Regions from separate parts of the Mus musculus genome. Here region 2 is linked to region 1. The links are chromatin contacts, called in public promoter capture Hi-C maps. All regions are on one chromosome and are shown on one strand. The core of a region is the stretch at or near the end of the contact, and the rest is flanking DNA. Distances in the headings are between cores, read along the strand shown. Region 1 has its middle 94 kb from the start of Gm30658. Region 2 holds the start of Gpr37 (G protein-coupled receptor 37).

Region 1 (3,496 bases), core at 986-3,485:
CTAGGCAATATGATTTTGGTAATCAATACATGTCCAACCACAATAAATTAAAACCACCCTCTGATTCCACTTGTAGTTCCCATTAGAGAAAATTAACTGTTGAAGTTGGACACAAAAACCTTTGTGTTATATGTAGAAGGAGATACATACTTGGCAGACGCAACTATGACTACCTTCTCTACATTCTATTCCTTAGTGAGCCATTCCAAGTTTGTGTTACTGCTCATGTGTGATAAAGAATATATTTTTTAAAAAAGGATCTATGCCACTAATTGAGAAGTATTCTTGCATTAATCAAGACATGCTTCCCCAGCATGCTGCAATAATCATGCAATAAAGCGAATAACTACTGGCTCACCTCTCACCCAAAATCACCACTTTCCCCTAGGGGGCGACACCACCTTGCTGACTTGAGAAGTTTATTTCAAGCAGATAGATAGGACTTGAAACTGACTTTGATTTGAGCAGCACAGGTAGTTAAATATTTATTCTGAAAAGTAATTTGGAGGTATTTGGAAAGCCTGTCTACCTGAATCTTTGTTTCTATTCTCACCTTTACTGAGTTTAAACTCAACCTTTAAAATCAACCTAATTCTTCAGTTAATGTTCGATAAAACTTCTGCTTTAAATATGAACATTTTTTTCTGATGATCTAAGATTCCCTCATCTTATTCACACCACTTACCAAAACCAATATATTGGGATATGTTAAAGAACGTGGACGGTAAATGAATAAAGGAAGTGATCTGAATGGAGCAAAATCAACCAGGGAAATACATTGTGTGGGAGATTTCTTAAATTAAGCTGTAAAGTGCAGACATGTCTTCAAAATGCATTTGGAGAGAACTCTTGGGAAGACAGACAGGTACAGAGATTTAACGAGGCTACCCAGGCTGTAAAAGGAGCAGAGCTTCAATTGCAGGAGTTGAAAGGATCAGGGCAAGCCAATTATCCCTCCTTTTTATAAGACTAGATTTTCCTTTGCTTTGATATTTTTGGACTTAATTGAACGCCAAAAATGCAGGATCTGGGTCACAGTCAGTGGACTCCTTGGGCAAGTTGACTGTCTCAGCGAGGACATTGGTCTCGCTCTCCTAGGGCTCTTTTTTTTTTCTGCCTCACACAGAAAACTTTGAACACACTGGCTTCTTTGGGGATTCTCAGCACATCATTTCATGACCACAGCAATACCAAATGCAGACAGAGTACACCCTGTCCCCACAAAGGCTGTTTTAATTCTGGGAGGATACAGCACTCTAATCTATTGTTTGAGACAAATACCAGATAAATAAGTAACTCAGTGCTAATGTTCTTACTATCCAATTTGTGGTTCAAAAATGTATACTTCTTGAAACTTATATTTTTATGCCGAAATATTTACTTTCTATTTTTGTATAGATTCTTAAGCAAAACAGACGTTAAGTGCTTACATAAATGTGTCTGTGTGCAAATACTTATGAATGTCCTATGTGTATATGGGTGGCCATTAGTGAGTAAAACATTCATATGCACACATAAATAGTAAATATGTACTAAATTTAGTAAGAGAAATAACTACATTTATGTATTAAGTAAAAAGCTGTTATCAGAACTATCCATATTCTTTCTAATTAAGATGGTTTCTTCTTAGGAATAATATGACCCAAAGGAATAGAAAAGAAACAATTTAATGCTCAATTTTAAATTGCTATACCAGCTCATGAAAAGGGAATACTAATTCAGTGTTTCTGGGAATGTAAAATAGTGCAGCTTTTATGGAAATCACTGTGGATTTTTCTTCTAAACTCTAAAGTGGAATTATCATAGAACCCAGCTATGCCACTCCTGGTCATACGCCCAAAGGACTCTACATCTCCCCACAGAGATATGTGCACACCCACATTCACTGCTGCTCAATTCACAGTGGAAAGGAGAAGGAATCAGCGTGGATGCCAATCACCTGATGAATAAATTACGAAATGTTCTGTGTCCACACAATGCATTTTATTCAGCATTAGAGGAAAAAATGAGATTATGAAATTCGAAGGGAAATAGATGGAAATAGAAAATACTATTTTAAGTGAAGTGATCCAGGCTCAGAGAGAGAAAGACCACATTCTTTTCCTCATGCAGTGCCTAGCTTGTAATTTTTATGTGTGTGTGTAATCATGTTGCAGTGAGCATGGGTAAAGGCTAGAGAACTCAAGGGGCCACGTGAAGAGAATAAAGACGCTTTAAGGGAGGGAAGAGGGGAGGGTAATAAAACCACGTGACTTGAAAAGGGAAGGAAGATACTTAAAGTGGCAGAGTCCAAGAAAGCATGGGACAAGGGGATAAAATCCAAAGTGGGGAGAACAAACCAAATCTAAATGTGCATAGAAACCTCATCACTTACGTGACAATTAAAAACTAAAATTAGTTTTTAAAAATACAATGCTTGCTAAAATTGCAAGCAAAATTTTCAGAGGTGACACACAAAAAAAAGTCAAATTTAAACCAATCTTACTAATTGAAGGGCAAAATTCATTATCTATATTATCCCAGCAGGTTTGGGGGTTTCTTTGTGAGGGCCACCTGCTTTCTTCCTTTGGCTTGTCACTCTGGGTGCTTACACTTATACCCACCACCCTGGCATTGATCATGCTATTGTTTGAGAGCACTGTGCTTTTAAATGGATGTGTGTAGGGTCATGCTAAGGCCATGGTCAGCTGCTGTAATAATTACAATGGTTGTCATCCAGTGAAAGCTTTTTTGGCGGGTTGCCACCAGAAGGCTACAACTTGCATTCAAAGTTTATTTTCATTAAGCTGTTGGGGCTTGCCATTCTGTTTAAAATGAGATTTAAATCCAGCTTAAAAAACTAATGTAAGCATTACAGAAGCTCACAACTATAGAATATGTTCCTGAATTCCTATTAAAAATTCAACTAACTCATTGTCTTAAAGACTAGCACAAATCTGGACATTATCTGTATGTATATTTCTGATGTGAATTACTAATATGTGTTTATACACAAAATGTGGTGTGCTTTCTCTCTTTTTTGTAAAATTTATTTGTTTGTTTGTTTTTTTACTTATGTGAGTGTGTGTCTCTGAGTATACCCCACATGTGAGCAGTGTCTAAGGATATCAGAGGGTGTCATATCTTCTGGGACTAGAGGTAAGACCAGGAGAGCCACCCCACATGAGAGCTGGGAAACCAATTTGTATCTTTTGGATGAGCACCAAGTGCTCTTACTCACTGAGCTGTCTCTCAGCCCCAAATATGACATGTTGTAGAGCCAGATATTTTTATGAGCAGCAAAATTTATAATAATATATATATCATCTGATCTTTATTTTGCTATAAAACCAAACAGAAAAAAAATGAGTTTTAAAGATGTTATTTTCTTATTGTAGCAACATTCTCTTTATTTTGCAGTGAACATATCTGTTGTAGAATATCTTCTGACAAATGTCATTTAAATAAAAAGGTGACTGTACTTTAGAAACTGCTCTTATGAAGTATAATAGATTTT
Region 2 (3,622 bases), core at 739-3,238, 410 kb after region 1:
CACACGTGCTTGCATAAGTGACTGGGGGAAAGAGAAGGGATTCAGAGAAAGAAGCAAAGAGTCCCACAGGTAGGTGCTTATTCTCCGGAAACAGAAAAAGGCAGTAGCTAGAGGTCATTACCTCGATATAGGGCACGATCTTGCAGGAGAAATCTTCCAAAAGCCACTTCTTAGTCAACTCATGGAAGATGACCAGGGGGAGGCAGAAGAAGATGATGAGAAAGTCCCAGAAAGCCAGGTTGGCCAAGAGAGAATTGGAGATGCTCCTCATGTAGTAATTGTGACACACGATGCACATCACTGCCAAGTTGCCAATAATGCCGGTCCCAAAGATCACCACAGATAAGCACATGACCGCATAGGCTCCGTAGGATTCTTGGGTCAATGGGTAGAAGGGGTTCTTCAATCTCACGCGCCGCGTGGTGTTTCCACGGCGTGGACCCCCTTGGTCAGGAACCCAGTCATCTGCAGACCCGTTTTGCGGTAGTGCCCTGCCTGGAGGAGCAAGGGTCCTTCCTTCGTGTACTGCTGAAGGCCTGTGTTGGGAATCCTGGAGTTGTCCAGTTCTTCGTGGCCAGTAAAAAAGATCTCTGGGTTCCGTTTTCACACTGTGCTCCTGCCTGCTCTGGGGAATCCCATCGCGCTTGGAACTCATCTCTCCCCCCTCCGATGTCGGAAAGAAGAGTTGGGGATCCGTGGGGTCCCTTCTCCTCAAATGCCCGGATGGTTCTTTACCCTGGGCACTTTTCCATCTCCAGGCACTTGGTGGCTTGGTTGGAGGTCCCAAGGGCCCAGCAGCCGCCGCTTCTTCAATCACACCTGTGTCACCGCCCCTGGGTGGTGGGAGGTCCCAAGAGGTCGCCCCTCTCACCTCTGCTTCCAGTTTCTCTCTGGGCACATGGACTCGCAGAGCGTCTTTTGCCGAATTCCCAGGTCCACGGGCATCCCTGCTGCGGCGTTGGATCAGTGGGGAACAGCTCTCCCCCAGACAAGTTCCATTCCTGGGCTCAGGGACAAAGCTCAGGGCAGCAGAGACAGAAACCTTAAACAGCAGAAGGAGCAGCAGCCGCGATGTGCGCGAGAGAGGCGCGCCCCGGGCTGGCATGGCTCGGCGAGGGCGCACCTACTAGCCTGGCTCTAGCTTAGCACCGACACCTGCTGCCAAACTTGGTGCAGAGAGTTAGGCACATGTCACATACTCACCGCTGGGTAGAGGATGGGAGCAGAAGATTGCTGGGAGGGAACAGGGCGCTTGGGGAAGGACGGTGTCATCAACACATCCCTACAATCCTTCCACGTTTCATGTTCTGAGCATTTCCCAGCCAAATCTAATCCAAGCTCGGTGCACCCGAAGGTTCCCAGGGAAATAACAGATCCAAGAGGCTGACCTTGAAAAGTTGCGAACACCACCTGATTGTTCCCTAATGTTGCGACTGGGCGCAGCCTGGAGGAAGCCCCGCGCTCCTCCCAGCCTTTGGGTGGTGGCTGTCTTCTTGGTAACAGTTGCTCTGCTATTTACATCCTTTCCATACTGCTTTATCCAGTCGCTAGTAGAGGTCTCTAGAGAAAAAGAAAAACAAGTCCGCTCCACTAGGGGACTGGCTGTCACAATCCCACTCTCGGCTGGCGGGGGGGTGGGGGGTGGGGACCCTTGCAAACAAGGCACCACCGGAGCACAGAGGAAACTCTTGCTTCGTTTAACTCCGACGACTTTCAAAGGGACTGTTGCCAAGGAGAAGCCAGATTCGAAACCCGCGGCCACTGTCAAAGTTGCTGCTCCTTCAGTTCAAAGTTGACAAGTGGATGGCGCCAGCGGCTGCGCCTAGTGCACGGGCTGAGAAGGCGTGGAGTGGAGCGAGAGGGAGGAGAGGGCGCTGCTGTTTTGTGCACAGTGCTGTGGGCTGCAGGAGCTTGTCACTGCCACCACCATCGCAACCCGGGTGGAGAGCGTGGTGCCTGGAACCGCTGCTGGCGGGCGGAGCGGTGCATGGTGGACAGGGGAGGTGGCCCGGCCTCTCCCAGCGGCTCAGCCACTGCGCGGGCTTCACTCCAGGTCGCCTCCCTCTCGTCCTCCTTCTAGCAGAGCATCTGGTTTGTGGAGAGACGGGATCCCCTGGTGGTTTTACCACACACTAAACCCACACACGTTTCATTCAAGGCGTTCGCAGTAGCTTTCAATAGGAAGCTAGGAGCGACCCGGGAACAAGGGCGGAGGCGCCGAATCTGCACGGCTAAAGGCAAGGAGGACGTGAACTCCATGGGTTATTGCCCTAGATAGTCCAACCAACCCGACCTAATCTGTCACCACTAAGGAGGGGGTTGGATCTCAGGACCCCCGGTGCAGGCGGGGATCCCTGGAGGAGAAGGTAGAAAGGGCAAGCCTCTTGAGATCTGCAACAATTGGTAGCAACTGGTGCGCATGCTCAGGCTTCAGACTCCCCAGGGAATAGTGACACATTCACAGTCTTAGATTCCCCAGAGCAGAGTCAGAAAAGAAACAGACTTCATTGGTTTCATTCACTCGGTAAGAGAGTAGATTGTAAGGTAAGAAGGATCCAGGTGTCCCGTTACCTTTAACATTGACTTTGAAAGCATCCTACCAGGAGGTGGAGTTAGAGCTGATCACAGGGAGCAGGAGGAACGCAGCAACCTTGATATGTTCAGAACTGAGAACTGAGGAGGACCGAACTCCCATCACGATGCCCATGCCTTTCCAATTTTTATATACACACAACCCCGTGTAGCAATCTTGGTATAGCTGAGAAAACAGACAAATATCGGACCAAATTTTTAAAAGGGGAAGAAATAAACATGTGAGATAGAGACAAAGGCAACAACAGAAGAATTATCTAAGGGCACAATAGAAAATACAGTAAAAATACAATTGCAGTAAAGAGCCTCAAACTATCTACGTCCTAAGCACTGTCATTTGTGAATATGTGTTTACATAGCAAAAGGAACTCTACAGTGAGACTTACTTAAATATCTGGAGATGAAAAGAGTGTCACGGGTTATAAATTTGTGCACACACAAGGGACCCAAGAAGAAAAAGGTAGAGAGAGATGAGAGGGTAGTAGACTATGAAAATCTTTATAATTTTTTTTCTTGTGTTGAGGTTCAAATGGGCAGATGCACAGACACCAGACATAACAACAAAACTGACAAGGGTCAAAAAAAACAAAAAACTATTTTGGAAAAAGTTAGACAAAAATTAAAATACGGGATTTCACCAAAGGTTAAGTGTCAAATGACATGTCACAGGGAGGTAGTGTTCAGCACCAGCTTGTTGGATGACTGAAAATGGAAACAGATAAAATTACTCTTCTTTTAAAGTAGAAAAAATGAAAAGAGAAGAAAATCCCATTTGCAACGGTATTTGTCAATACCTCAAAATACTGCAGATTTATATCCTGTGCGTTCAAAACATAAGATCAAGAATAACCCTTGTGAAGCCCTTGTGTCTTACAAGGAATCTTTGAACTTATTTCTAAGAGCAAGAGCAACCAGAATCACATGGAAATAATGTAAAGGACATCAAAGTTAGGAATAAAAATTCCCACTCTGGTGTATGTAAACAGTACAAACTAGTTGTATGTATGTCATGTCAACCAGACAGATCCTG

What was found. Promoter capture Hi-C pulls out the DNA fragments that hold promoters and counts their contacts.
Region 2: a promoter capture Hi-C map of neural stem cells shows a contact between it and region 1. The contact joins the promoter of Gpr37 here to the enhancer-like site in region 1. A contact is called at or near these places in 6 of 39 promoter capture datasets (cranial neural crest, embryonic stem cells, liver and 1 more), 6 of 115 datasets of contacts at active chromatin or transcription factors (astrocytes, embryonic forebrain, embryonic stem cells and 3 more) and 2 of 9 other capture datasets (embryonic stem cells and pancreatic islet).

The regions. Positions count from the first base shown.
Region 1 is chr6:25,276,031-25,279,526 of GRCm38.p6, forward strand. No RefSeq gene overlaps it. Among named protein-coding and RNA genes, the nearest start is that of Gm30658, 94 kb to the left of the region's middle. Within about 2 kb of position 2,236, at least 14 of the 459 cell types and tissues checked have an H3K27ac peak or open chromatin away from gene starts, as enhancers often do. A contact at or near this core is called in neural stem cells, where this site is marked.
Region 2 is chr6:25,687,992-25,691,613 of GRCm38.p6, forward strand. Gpr37 (G protein-coupled receptor 37) reads right to left here and starts at 1,989. Exons shown (of 2, transcript NM_010338.2): 1 at 122-1,989. The coding sequence starts at 1,105.